Regions from separate parts of the Sus scrofa genome. Here all the other regions are linked to region 3. A link is a contact called in public Hi-C and targeted proximity ligation data. All regions are on one chromosome and are shown on one strand. The core of a region is the stretch at or near the end of the contact, and the rest is flanking DNA. Distances in the headings are between cores, read along the strand shown. Region 1 overlaps RBFOX2 (RNA binding protein, fox-1 homolog (C. elegans) 2). Region 2 overlaps LOC100518305 (apolipoprotein L6). Region 3 has its middle 75 kb from the start of RBFOX2. Region 4 has its middle 200 kb from the start of RBFOX2.

Region 1 (3,257 bases), core at 452-2,951, 140 kb before region 3:
GGGCGTTCCCGTTGTGGCTCAGCGGTAATGAACCCCACTAGTACCCATGAGGACACAGGTTAGATCCTTGGCCTCGCTCAGTGGGTTAAGGATCTGGCATTGCTGTGGCTGTGGTGCAGGTCGGCAGCTGCAGCTCTAAGTCTACCCCTAGCCTGGGAACTTCCATATCCCACAGGTGTGGCCCTAAAAAGCAAACAAACAAAACAAAAACTTTATGAAAAATATAAATGTTTAAATCTGTGGATTTCTTTTTAAAATAAGCTTGATATTTATTACAAACAAATTGTTATAGGACTGAGTGATAATGAACAGGATGGTGAAAGGTCTGAATTTCAACAACGGAATAAACTCTCTGTCCCTAAAAGTATCCAGCAGATTGTGATGGAACATGATGGAGGATAATGTGATATATATATATGGCTGGGTCACTTTGCCATACAGTAGAAATTGACAGAGCACTGTAAATCAACTATAATGGAAACAATAATCATAAAATTGAAAAAAAAAAAAGAATACAAAAAAAGTATCCAGCAGAGAATACACAGTGAAGAGTCCTGGTTATTAAACAAGGTGACCACTGTTTAGGGTTCTGTTTAAGACTCTGAGAAGAAAGACTGGAAGGAAATGCACGAGAATATTGTGAATATTCTCCTTAATGAATTGTGCATGCTTTTTTCCTTCCTATTTCTAATTCATGTTTGTCTTTTTTTATAATGCTTCCTTAAAAAGTGCTTTTGAAAAGTTGTTACTCAAAGGATCTACAAGGAGAGTGGCAATATAATTTATTGTTCAAACTAGGGCACTTTGAGGGAGAGAGGGGATATTATTAATAATTATGCTATGGCAACAGGTATAAACTGGGAACTATGTAGGATAAATGAGGGTATATGGCTGCTCTCTCTACAGTATCTTCTTACTGTTTGTATTAATACTTTGTCATGACCGGTGCAATCTGGAAAATCAATAAAGCTATGCATAGCTGTATAGTCATTTTTCCAGATTCTTTTTTTTTTTTTTTTTTTTTTTTGGTCTTTTTGCCATTTCTAGGGCTGCTCCCATGGTATATGGAGGTTCCCAGGCTAGGGGTCTAATCAGAGCTGCAGCCACCAGCCTATGCCAGAGCCACAGCAACGAGGGATCTGAGCCGCATCTGCAACCTACACCACAGCTCACGGCAACGCTGGATCCTTAACCCACTGAGCAAGGCCAGGGATCGAACCCTCAAGCTCATGGTTCTTAGTTGGATTCATTACCCACTGAGCCACGACGGGATCTCCCATTTTCCTAGATTCTATTTGAATATGTTAGTTAATTTTTTGTTAGGGGTGCCATTTTTCATCACATATCTTAACTGAACATTTTCAAAAAGATGGTCTATTTTGCTTCAGTTAATCAAAGAAAAATTAAATGGCTGATTGTTTTTTATAAAGGAGTGGGGAGTAAAAAGATGATTTTCAAAAATCACATGAAATAATTTATATATCTATATACACATGTGCACATAAATGATTTAAATTCACTCCATAAAAATAAAATTTGGAATATGAAGGTCAAAGAAGAAAGAAGGAAAATAGTCAACAACAGAGAAACGACCACCTCCTGGAGCACAGAAAATCTACTCTCCAGGCAAGCTGGAAGGTAGAACACCACAGGCGGGGAAGGAAAGGGCAGGGCAGAAAAACAGTGTTCACTTATGTGTACAACCGAGTATCATCTCAAAACCAGGGCCAAGAATTTCATCAGAATAAGACATGGTGTAACAAAGGATTGCTTTTTGTTTTGTGGTCATTTATTTGGTTAAAAACTGTTCTACTGTAAATATTACTTATCTCTAAAAACTTGGCTTTTCCATTACTGTTTCAAAAAAAAATTCAATAAAGCTAATTTCTGTACAGAAAAGCACTCTGTTAAGACTGAGCAATTCTTTTTTTTGGCCATGCCTGAGGCACGTGGAATGTGGAAGTTCCTGGGCCAGGGGTCAGATCCATGCCACTGCTTCAGTGCCAATGTTGGATCCTTAACCTACTGAGCCAAAAAACCCTCCAAGAGTGAGCAATTCTTAACAATGGAACCACAGGAGTCTCTTCTTCTCTGATTCCTTTCAAGACATACTGTAATTTTAGACACAAAAGAAACGAGAAACTAAACTTAATTTACAAAAAGAAAAATACTCATTAATTTATCTTAGGTGGATTCCAGAAGGGGCATCTAGGTTTTGATGCCAAAATTAATCTCTAGCCCATTCCAGCAAAGAACTTTAGATAACAGTTAAGAAGGGCAAAGATGAAGTCAGGTTTTGTACCAGTTCTGGAAGGTAATTCTGAATTCTGTACTTTGTTCTAAAAACATTTTCCAATTAGTACATGGTCTGACTACCCTTCAGCAGCCCAAAGAAAAAGGGGCAGTGAGGACACAGCATCAAGCTGAGAGAAGCAGCATATACTCTGGGTTTTGAGAAAAGAGAAAAGGAAGGCTTGTGTCATTTAAAAAGAAAATTACAGGGGAGAAGCAATTGAATTGGGTAAATTAAAAAATTTTGGGTAGTAGGCAAATCCTTGAAGTCAATGGAAGAAGCCTTAGAAAGATCAATTTCCTTTGCTTCACAAGAATTCAATCAAATTATTTTCTTGGTAAGGAGCAAGTCCTCAATGCCTGATGGAATTATACTGGGCTTCCGGTTGTTAGTCTCACTAAGAATATTCCAGACACATACACTTAAAACAAAAAATATTTTAACTATCAGTTTAAGATAAACAGTGTGGTCAATAATTTTCCTGATTTCACATTCATGTGCTTCTCATCTCTAAACCATTGTTATTTTTCTATCTTGTATCTAAAAAGGTCGTAAAAAATAAAAGCAAACTATTCAACAAAGGAACAGAAATCCATTGTGAGGAAATTACAAGTATAAATTGTTTTACTGGTTACAGCTTGAATAGATGTCACTTTAAAAATACTTACCAAGTTAAGTGCTGGAGAAAATTCTGTATAAGCATATTATTTTTTTTTTGTTTTAACTGAAAACTGGAAGCTTAGGGTATAATTACCTCTTTAATAATTAACAAATAATGATTACAGTCAGAATTAAACACTTTTAGTGTTGATGCATTCTATAAAGGAAGGGAATAATAGTCAGGAGCATTAGAAAAGTGCACACATTTTCATTAGCAGAGATGGGGGCAGGAGGTATATGTAATTCTGTAGATATGTTATTTTTATTTTGTTGTCCTTTTAGGGCCACTCCTGTGCAGCACATG
Region 2 (3,277 bases), core at 177-2,676, 190 kb before region 3:
TGAGGCTGTGGTTTCGCTCATGGTGGCGCTGGAGGAAGGGGATGCTCTAACTGGAGCTTATGGGCCCCGGGTTTGTGGGAAGGGGGATGAGGAATCCGGTGTGTGTGGAGTTTGCATGGATGTTTCCTGAAGATGGGGGGTGTCCGGTGGCCCTGGAGGTCCAAACAGATCATCTTGGAGACAGTGACACAGGTCCTGGGCAGGCCTGCTGGTGTCTGCGTCTCCCTCGGTGCTCCTTGAGGTCCACGTGCTGGGAAGAGGGTCTTCCGGGTTGCACAGAAGAGGACACTGAGCCACAGGGAGGGTCATGGACTGGAATTCATCCCCTTAACATTTAGATGTGGCAGCTCTAAGCCCCAAGCTGAGGTTTTGGAGACCAGGCCTTTGGGAGGTGATTGGAGTTGAATGAAGTTGTGGGGGCAGGGCCCTTAACCTAGGGTGCTGGTGTCCTTGAAAAGGAGGAGGAGGGAGTTCCTGCTGTGGCTTAGTGGTAATGCACCTGACTAGCAACCATGAGAATGGGGGTTCGATCTCTGGTCTGGCTCAGGTTAAGGATCCGGCATTGCCGTGAGCTGGGGTGTAGGTCGTAGGCACAGCTGGGCTCCCGCTTTGCTGTGGCTGTGGCTGTGGCCGGCAGCTGCAGCTCCCATTCGACCCCTAGTCTGGAAACATCTGTATGCTGTGGGTGGGGCCCTAAAAAGCCAAAAAATAAATAAATAAATAAAAATTTAAAAAAAAAAGAGGAGGAGGAGGAAACACAGAGCTCTCTCTCTGCCTGCACCAGTGCAGAGGAAAGGCCACATGGGGACAAGGCGGCAAGCCAGGAAGAGCCCTCCCCAGGAGCTGAATCAGCCGGTGCCTGGATCTGGGGCTGGCAGCCTCCAGAACTCTGCGAAAAGACATTTCTGTTGCTTGAGCCCCGGCGTGTGGGGCTCTGTTGGGACAGGGAGCTTATGGAATTTGCCAAGTGCTGGCAGCCACGTGCAGGGAGAGTCAGGATACCAGCCGGGGAGCCTGACCTCCGAGCCTGGATCGCCACACCCTGCCACCCGGGAGCCTTCAGAAGCTTTCCTCTGATTGGTTTTTCTGTTTCTTTCCAGAAACTCTCGCAGGAAGAAAAGCCTTTGAGCTCCGCTTTGGAGGGAACCACGGGGACTGTGTCTCGCCCCCGGCCAGGCGTGGGGAAGCAGGATCCCAGGTGACAGAGAGGACAAGACAGTTGAGCCCAGGGGCCGCTGAGGGGATACAAGGGGGCCAGGTGGGGGATGGGCAAGGCTGGCAGAGGAGGTGGCTGGACGGAGGTCCATGGGGGCCTAAGGGCGCTGTTAGCTAGAGAGTGTCACTGTCACTTAGTGGAGGTCGGCCTGTCCCCTCCCTCCTTCCTGTGACTCATTCCCTTCACCCCTCTGGCCTCGCATGCACTTGCGTGCACTGCCAGTCGCCCGTCGCTAGTGGGTGTTCAACATGCATCCTTTGACGCCGGGCTCGACGGTAAGTGGTGACCCGAGACAGAAGGGTTCCTGGATGAAGGGTTTGTTGCCTGCTCTCTTTTATATCAACTCACCCCCTGTTGCCTTTCCATCCTCCTCCTGCACCTGGGCAGTAATGGCTGGAGAAGATCCTGGGTTTGCCCATAAAAGATGTCACTCACACCTGCTCGATCAGATTCTGCTCAGGAAGGAACTCCTCCATCGTCCCCAGGACCCAAGTTCTCGAAACTTCTCAGGACCTCGGAAGCTGCAGGAACTCTCCTGGCCCCAGTCGCCCATCTCACACCTATTTTTTCTTCTCTGTTTCAGCCACTATTTTGAAAGTAGTGCCTGGCTGATGAAATGCAACTTTAAAATTTAGGAAAGTAAAGATGGGGTTAGAAGTTCTCTTGTGGCGCAACGGGTTAAGGTTTTGGTGTTGTGGCTGCAGTGGCTCTGGTTGCTGCTGTGGCACAGGTTCGATCCCTGGCCCAGGGACTTCCATATGCCGAGGGCTTGGCCAAAAAAGAAAGAAAGAAAGGGAGGGAGGGAGGAAGGGAGAGAGGGAGAGAGAGAGAGAAAGAAAGACAAGAAAGAAAAAAAAGGAAGGAAGGAAGAAAGAAGGAAGGAAGGACTGGGGGTGGAAACAGCGTCCCAATCCAGGATGACAATGGCTGGAATTTTGGCATAGAACTTTCTTCCTGTGCTGTTCTTTTGCTTGCTTTGGATGTCACTGCCTGCTGGGGACAGCACCCACCCACCCACCCAAGGCTGCCCGGTGAAATAGATTTTTTTTTTTGTAACCCACTGAATTTTCTTTCTCTTTCATTCTCAATTCTCTCATTTGCTTACAGATCTGTAACTTTGCTGTTTTCACTGAACAATATTTTCTACCATTCCACCTTTCACTTAGTCTGTCTTTCTCTCTCTTTCTTCCTTCCTTCCTTCCTTTCTTTCTTTCTTTTCTTTCTTTCCTTTTTAGGGCCGTACCTGCAGCATATGGAGGTTCTCAGGCTAGGGGTCAAATCAGAGCTATAGCCGCTGGCCTACGCCACAGCCACAGCAACACCAGATCTGAGCCTCGTCTGCGACCTACACCATAGCTCATGGCAACGCTGGATCCTTAACCCACTGAGCAAGGCCAGGAACTGAACACGAAACCTTGTGGTTCCTAGTCAGATTTGTTTCCACTGTGCCAGGCCGGGAACTCCTCCTTAGTTTTTATAGACATTTTTTCTTTATGTTGCAAAATACTCTCCTGACTGTACATACATAATATTTTAGTTGGACATATATTAGTCATCACTTTGTTATGTAGCCAAAGTCAGCTCAAACTAGCTTCTGCAAAAGAAAGGAATTTATTGGTTCATGTACTTAAAAAGCTTAAGGCAACCGTGGGCTTCAGGCGTGCCTGGATCCAGAGGATGAAAATGATGTCATCAGGCATCTGTCTTTCCATTTCTCAAACAGGCTTGCAGCCAGGTTCAGGCACCATGGCCTCAGCACCCTCGTATGTGTGGTCCCCTGGCTGGGGGCGCCCAGGTGGAAAGGGGCGGGGCAAAAGTCCAGGGGCGCACTGTGATTGGTCAGGACTCGGTCATGTGACTTTGCCTGCGCTGTTTGCTAGCGTGGAGCTAAGGGTCTTAGGATCCTGGCATTTTTAAGTTGTCATCCTTGGCCTCAGTGGCCTTGTGCTTTCTGCTTTTGTTGCTCTCATTACCTTGTTAGAATTTTTTCATGAGGATAAGGGTGTGTAGATAGTTTTGCCACCTTTAATATTGTTCTCAGTGTGTGTGAGCATGCTCAGT
Region 3 (3,329 bases), core at 626-3,125:
CCAAATCTAATCACACTGTGCTACGCACGCCCTTCACTAACACAGACGTCTCATTTATAAATCCCAGGGAGCACAAGTGACTCAGCTCCCTTTCGCAGGAATGTTCAGCAAATTAACTACTCAAGGAGGTTCCGCGTGGTTATTAAAAACACAGGCTTCAGTGTCAGACAGGCCTCAGTTTAAATACCTGTTCCACCGCTTTCCAGCTCTGTGACCCAGACCTCCCCAAAGCTCAGATGCTTCAGACTCGGCTTCTTCCGTCTGCCTGAGAGGGAGAGCTGGAGGAATGGTGAGGAACTGAGGGGGTGTGTACACGTGTACTCAGCACAGCACTCATGTGCGGTAAGCATTCAATAAACAGTGGCTGTCACGATAAATTATCACTGAGGCCTATGAAACAACTTCTGAAGAGAAATCACGCTGCCAGCTGTCAACAGTATGAGCGGTTCTGCCCCTTGCCCAGCCCGTCACAACACGAGAATATGCCAAAGATGGCTTTCTACCTGCTGAGCAGGGGAGAGTGACGGACACAACCTCCCATGCGGAGCACACAGGGCTGAGAGAGGATGTGACTCAGAAGCGACAGCGAAGTGATGAGGAGGAGGGGACAGTTCTGGGGGGGGGGTCTCAGCAGGGAACTTCCACGCAGCTTGTGTTCCACTGTGCAGGGAGGCGCTGCTTTTAGTCCTGGTCCCAGCAGTTTGGGTCACACTGCATGGCTGGGTCAGGGTCCTGGCACAGGCGTGCTGGGAGGCGAGGCCCCATCAGGCCAAAGTCAGCCCGTGCACAGAGCCACAGCCACACGCAAACCTTTCCAGGCAGGCACCACAGGGCGACCGTTTGTTGGGCGGGAGCAGCAGCATACAGATTTCCTGGCAAGCAGACCCGGGGCTCTCAGGAATCACAACCATGTAATCAAAAGCACGTACGCCCCTCGGACACGGCGCCCTGGGGAAGGCCCAAGGAGCTGGGTTCTTTCCCTTGGTGGCACCCAAACTCATCCACCGGTGCTCTCGCTCTTTCTCGCTTCTAGATTTTCCCCATCACAGCCCCCACCCGTCAAAGCCTCACATACACCTTAAAGCCCACGCTGCTGATGGCGTGGAGCGAGCCTAAGCCGCCCTCTAATCATGAGTGCATCCACCAGGTCACAGTGTCACACTAAGGAAAAGCACTGAACTGAGAGTAAGGGCTTGGTGTCACACACGCAGCTCTGCCACTGGCAAGAGCTCCACGAATATAAGCCTTGGGTAAGTCACCTCACCTCTCTGGACTCAGTTTCCCCACCTGCAGCACAAGGGCACCGTGACGAAATCCAGCTCTGACACCTGATTTACGACCTGAGGGCCACACCTCCTCTGATGCCTACCCTGGTTCTTGTTCCCGCGTTAGGGGAGACGTGCCACAGAAGAGCCAGGGGATTAGGACAAGTGATAACAAGCCACTCTCTGAACTATCCTGAAAGTTCAGACACAGTGGAAAGCCAGCCACACGCTGAAAGGTGCTGCAACTAACAGCCCTAACCCTGACCATTCATTTCATGAAGGTCAGGACTCTCTGTTCCTTGGCAGGTAAACCAGGAAAGAAAGCAAGAGAAAGCAACGGGACCACAGTAAAGCTACCTGGAGCCCGGAAGGGCACATGGCTAGCTAAAAGGGCCCTCTGAACACTACGCTGAGAAGGACGGACAGGGGACCTTAGGGTAAGCACTCATTCCAAAAATATGGGAATGACGGTTGCTATTTCTGGCCAATGGATCAGGACCTGAAAGATGGGTGTCATCTCCACTGAACAAATCGGACAGTCAGGAATAATCTTGCAGCTGCCAGCACTCAACAAACTGGCAGCTCTTTAGCGAGGACTCTCTGGGGACACAGAGCTGCAGTAACCAAGGGAAATGTATCCAGATTAGATCAGCAAAGGCCTCTCCATTTCCACACGAGGTATTGTAGGGGCAATGACACTGGCCAACACACAAGATGTGCACAATGAGCTCCCTGAATGCTGCACACGTCCAGGTCACAAGAGCTGCCACTGGGCTACAAATGGCTCATGAAGCCACAGATGCCAAGTGTCCTATTTACCTTTGCCTTTGGTTACAAGTCCTCAAGAGGGATGATGGGTTTGCTTCTCACAGCAGGGCCTATTCCGTCCACTTTAAATTGGGAAGGATTCTTACTTGTCTCATTCCCTTTAGCTTTCTCTTCCCTTCCTCTTCTCTTTTCCTTTCTCTTATTTATAAAAGTAAAAATATGATGTGTCCATACAACAGAATATTATTTAGCAACAAAAAAGAATAAAGTCCTGATAAATGCTACAACATGAAGGGGCCCTGAAGACATTCTGCTCAGCAAAAGAGGACAGAAACAACACCCTGCACATTATATTGAGTCTATTTATATGAAATATCCAGAACAGGAAGAATCTATAGAGAGAGAAAGTAGACCATGGTTGCCTAGAGTTTGGGGGGCCGAGGAGGACAGAGGAATCAGAAAATGATGACCAAGAGGTACATGGCGTCTTTTTGGCATGACAAAGACTCCAAGAACATACTAAAAAAGCCACCGAGTTGTGTGTTTTCAATGAGTGAATTGTAGAATACCAAATTATCTCTCAGGAGTTCCCATCGTGGCTCAGTGGTCAACGAATCCAACTAGGAACCATGAGGTTGTAGGTTTGATCCCTGGCCTTGCTCAGCGGGTTAAGGATCCGGCATTGCCGTGAGCTGTGGTGTAGATTGCAGACTTGGCACAGATCTGGCGTTGCAGTGGCTGTGATGTAGGCCGGTGGCTACAACTCTGATTAGACCCCTAGCCTGGGAACCTCCATATGCCGCAGGTGCGGCCCCAGAAAAGACAAAAAGACAAAAAAAACACAAAATTTCTATCTCAATAAATCTGTTAAAAGAGGCCTCGAAGGAATTACAACCTCCTTTAGGAAGCGACATTTAATGAGGGAGAGCTGACTCTCCTGACCCTCCCCTGCCCTTGCTCCTTCCTATCCACCTCCTGTTCCCCTTTCCCAAGATAGCTGGGCTGCTGGGCTGGGTGGTAGCTTTGCTGAATCTTAGAGTCTATTCCTGCTCCATTATGACTTTACTGTCCTTCCTTCCACAGCTGGTTTCCCAGTGTTCCTGAAGAGATAATAAAACCACCCCCCACCCCACCGCCAGCAGTGGCTAATGGCCTGCCACACCATGAAAAAAGAATGAAAATAGGGAGCTCCCTTGTGGCTCAGCAGGTTAAGGACCCACCGTTGTCAGGGCAGTGTCTCGGGTCGCTGCTGTGGCAGAGATTTCATTCCTGGCCTGGGAACTTACACATGCCACA
Region 4 (2,899 bases), core at 395-2,894, 130 kb after region 3:
TACTTTTCTTTAAAATTAATATAAAAGTATTTAAAATATTCTTACTTTTCATTCCTTTCTCTTTTTTGGGCCGTGTTTATGGCAAGACCTGAGGCACTACAGTGACAATACTGGATCCTTAACCCACTGAGCCACAAGGGAATTCCACTTTTAATATCTAATACAGTAACCATTCAGGTCCAAGATGTGGCTCAGATCCCGCATTGCTGTGGCTCTGGTGTAGGCTGGCGGCTACAGCTCCAATTGGACCCCTAGCCTGGGAACATCCATATGCCGTGGGTGCGGCCCTAAAAAAGACAAAAAGACAAAAAGACAAAAAAAAAAAAAAAGATTGCAAAGAGAATCTAAGGACGAAACATTTGATTAATGCAAGCAAAGAGCAGTCAGCAGCAAATTGGAACAAGAGAAGAGATTTTGTTCTCAAAAGATCCTTCTAGAAGCAATGTGGAAGCCAGGTGAAAGTGGAACCAGGTTGCAGGCAGGTACTCCAGCCAGGGAATGAAACGTGATGAGGAGAGAATAATGAGTGTAGCAACCGGGATGGGAGAGGAAAGGATTTGGAGAAGGAATATTCCAGAAGTAGAAATGTCAGGATGTGCTGATTATCCACCCCTGCCCTACCATTATTCCTACCTCAGCAAGCATCACTTTCATCTGTATTCTTTTTAGTCTTGGCTGATGGTCAAGTGGGCATCAAGCTTAATGTGCCCCAAAATAGACCCGATTTCCGCTACCCCAGACCTGCTTATTTTACAGTTGGGAAAACCAAGGCTCACAGAACTTAAGAACTAACCAGGGTCCTGTGTATAAACAGAAACAAGATCGGTGCCCTGGTCTCAGGTTTGCTTGTTTCTAAAACTTAGGCTCCTTCCCTGACCCCAGCCTCCCTGTCTTCATGCATGGTGGGGGCCTTTGGGGCCCGAGGTGCATGCAGTTTCTGATGAACTCACTGAAAGGCCCATAGGGTCAGGGGACCAGGGGCTGTCTGTTGACCTTCCAGGCAGAGCTGGAATCTGAGGACACCAGTTTGGTCCAAAAGCCCTGGCTGGGGAGTTGGTAAAGGGGAAAATATTTTTAACAAAATCCTAAGAGGTGTTGGTTTTTTTATCCCGATCTTCTGCTATCCCTCCAGTCTGCCCTGGCCAGTGTCAGTCACTGCGGCTCAAATTAAGCCTCATTAACGGAGAGGCAAGGCCTGGTGATCCCCGGGTGATTTAACCACAGAGTCCTTGAAAACATCAGACCCTGGGGACTCACAAGGGCTGCCTTCCAGTCAGACATCACAGAGTGGTCTGCAGAGGCCAAAAGAAGCTACATCAGGAAAAAGGGAGAGAGGCACGATCAATCTAAAGACCTTTTTATTCTGGGACTAAAGTGAGGCGGGCAGAGGTCGAACAAGCCTGGCTCCAAAGAACTCCCAGCCGGGCTAGGAAACGAGACGGTCACGTGACCGGCGTCCCCTCGGCTGTCCATGCAAATGAAACCGCGACCGCAGTATTACCCCGAATCGCAAGCTCTGGAGGTCCCTACCCATTTCATTACTGGGAGCGCCGCGTTTTCCTTGCATTTTCCAAGAACGCGCAGGGGTGCGGACACATGCTGGAGTCGCGGCCCGCGCGCTGCCTGCGGGCGGAGCGCCCCCTAGAGGCCGTCGGCTGCCGGCTCCCTCCCGCTGCGTAAAGAGGTGCTGGGGCTCCGCTCTGCTTAGGAGGCGCGGGAGCCCCGGAAAGCCCGTCCAAACGGTACCTTTTGAATGAGAGGGAGAGGAAACGGCTTCCCTTTGTGTTACCCTCTGAACCATAGTAAAGCGGCCAGGGATCCGAAAGGTTGTTTCCTATCCGTTTCCCCTATTTCTTCCGAGGTGGGATGGGGCGCGGCGCGGGCGGGGGGGGGGGGGGGATGCTGCCAGGAAGGGTTTGAGGGTGAGCGGCCCATGTGCTTCACTGTCTCCTTCTCCAGGCGCTCAGGGCAGGGAAATCTACAGCTCCCTCTGAAAGCTGGAGATCTGAGACCCCAGAGTTCCAGCATCCAGCACGGGGAGGGAGCAGGAGGAGAGACTATTTACTGACCGTTCCCTGTGGGCCACTGTTATAAGCACTTTTCACATATGCCTGCGCCTTTGATCCGCACAGCAACGGTATGAGGCAGATACTGCTATCAGCCCCATTTCACAGTCAGGCTTGGGGAGGTTAAGTGATTGCCCGATGTCCCACAGCTACTGAGGGCAGAGCAGGGTTCAAGTCCAGGCGAGGTGGCCCTGCAGGCCCGCTCTTCCTCACCGGGAGCTGGTTGTGAGGAGGCCCTCTGGCCTGAGGCCCCCACCCCCCGGAGGCTGGCCGGGAGGAACACAGGTTGAAATGATGACCGTTGTGGTCCGATTTATGTCTCAGGGGAGGCTATGGGCTCAGTTGATCAAACACTAGGTGTTGGTGTGAAGTATTTCATAGATAATGATTAATCTACAATCAGTTTACTTTTCGTCTTTTCCTTTGAAGGGCCATATCTGTGGCATATGGAAGCTCCCAGGCTAGGGTTGGAATCAGCGCTGCATCTGAGGCCTAGGCCACAGCCACAGCAACTGCCACATCCACTCGTGTTTGTGACCTGTGCCACAGCTTGCAGCAACACAGGATCCTTAACCCACTGAGGGAGGCCAGGGACGGAACCCGAATCCTCATGGGTACTAGTCAGGTTCTTAACCCGCTGAGCCACAATGGGAACTCCTGGGAAGGCTTTGAGAGCAGAACTGAAGCTTCGTTGAAGAAGAAATTCCACCCATGGACCGCAGTTGCAGCTCATGTTTGAGAGTCCCTGCCTTCCTGACAACCTGCCCTAGAGATTCTGGGCATGCCTACCAGCTCCCACAACTGCATAAATCAATTCCTTGCAATACATCTCT

The links. A called contact is a pair of places that touch in the nucleus more often than the background predicts.
Region 1: a Hi-C map of liver shows a contact between it and region 3, with 14 times the contacts expected there. A contact is called at or near these places in 1 of 47 Hi-C or Micro-C datasets (liver) and 1 of 2 datasets of targeted methods (skeletal muscle).
Region 2: a targeted proximity ligation map of skeletal muscle shows a contact between it and region 3. A contact is called at or near these places in 3 of 47 Hi-C or Micro-C datasets (embryonic fibroblasts, epiblast stem cells and liver) and 1 of 2 datasets of targeted methods (skeletal muscle).
Region 4: a contact with region 3 is called in a targeted proximity ligation map of skeletal muscle, with 3 times the contacts expected there. A contact is called at or near these places in 14 of 47 Hi-C or Micro-C datasets (adipose tissue, alveolar macrophages, embryonic fibroblasts and 10 more) and 1 of 2 datasets of targeted methods (skeletal muscle).

What each region holds. Positions count from the first base shown.
Region 1 is chr5:11,867,320-11,870,576 of Sscrofa11.1, reverse strand. The region is part of intron 4 of RBFOX2 (RNA binding protein, fox-1 homolog (C. elegans) 2); the gene reads right to left. Among named protein-coding and RNA genes, the nearest start is that of RBFOX2, 60 kb to the right of the region's middle.
Region 2 is chr5:11,918,715-11,921,991 of Sscrofa11.1, reverse strand. LOC100518305 (apolipoprotein L6) reads left to right here. Exons shown (of 6, transcript XM_003126069.6): 5 at 1,101-1,198; 6 at 1,604-1,873. The coding sequence ends at 1,637. Among named protein-coding and RNA genes, the nearest start is that of SYN3, 97 kb to the left of the region's middle.
Region 3 is chr5:11,732,072-11,735,400 of Sscrofa11.1, reverse strand. It overlaps a transcript of RBFOX2 not described here. Among named protein-coding and RNA genes, the nearest start is that of RBFOX2, 75 kb to the left of the region's middle.
Region 4 is chr5:11,603,461-11,606,359 of Sscrofa11.1, reverse strand. No RefSeq gene overlaps it. Among named protein-coding and RNA genes, the nearest start is that of RBFOX2, 200 kb to the left of the region's middle.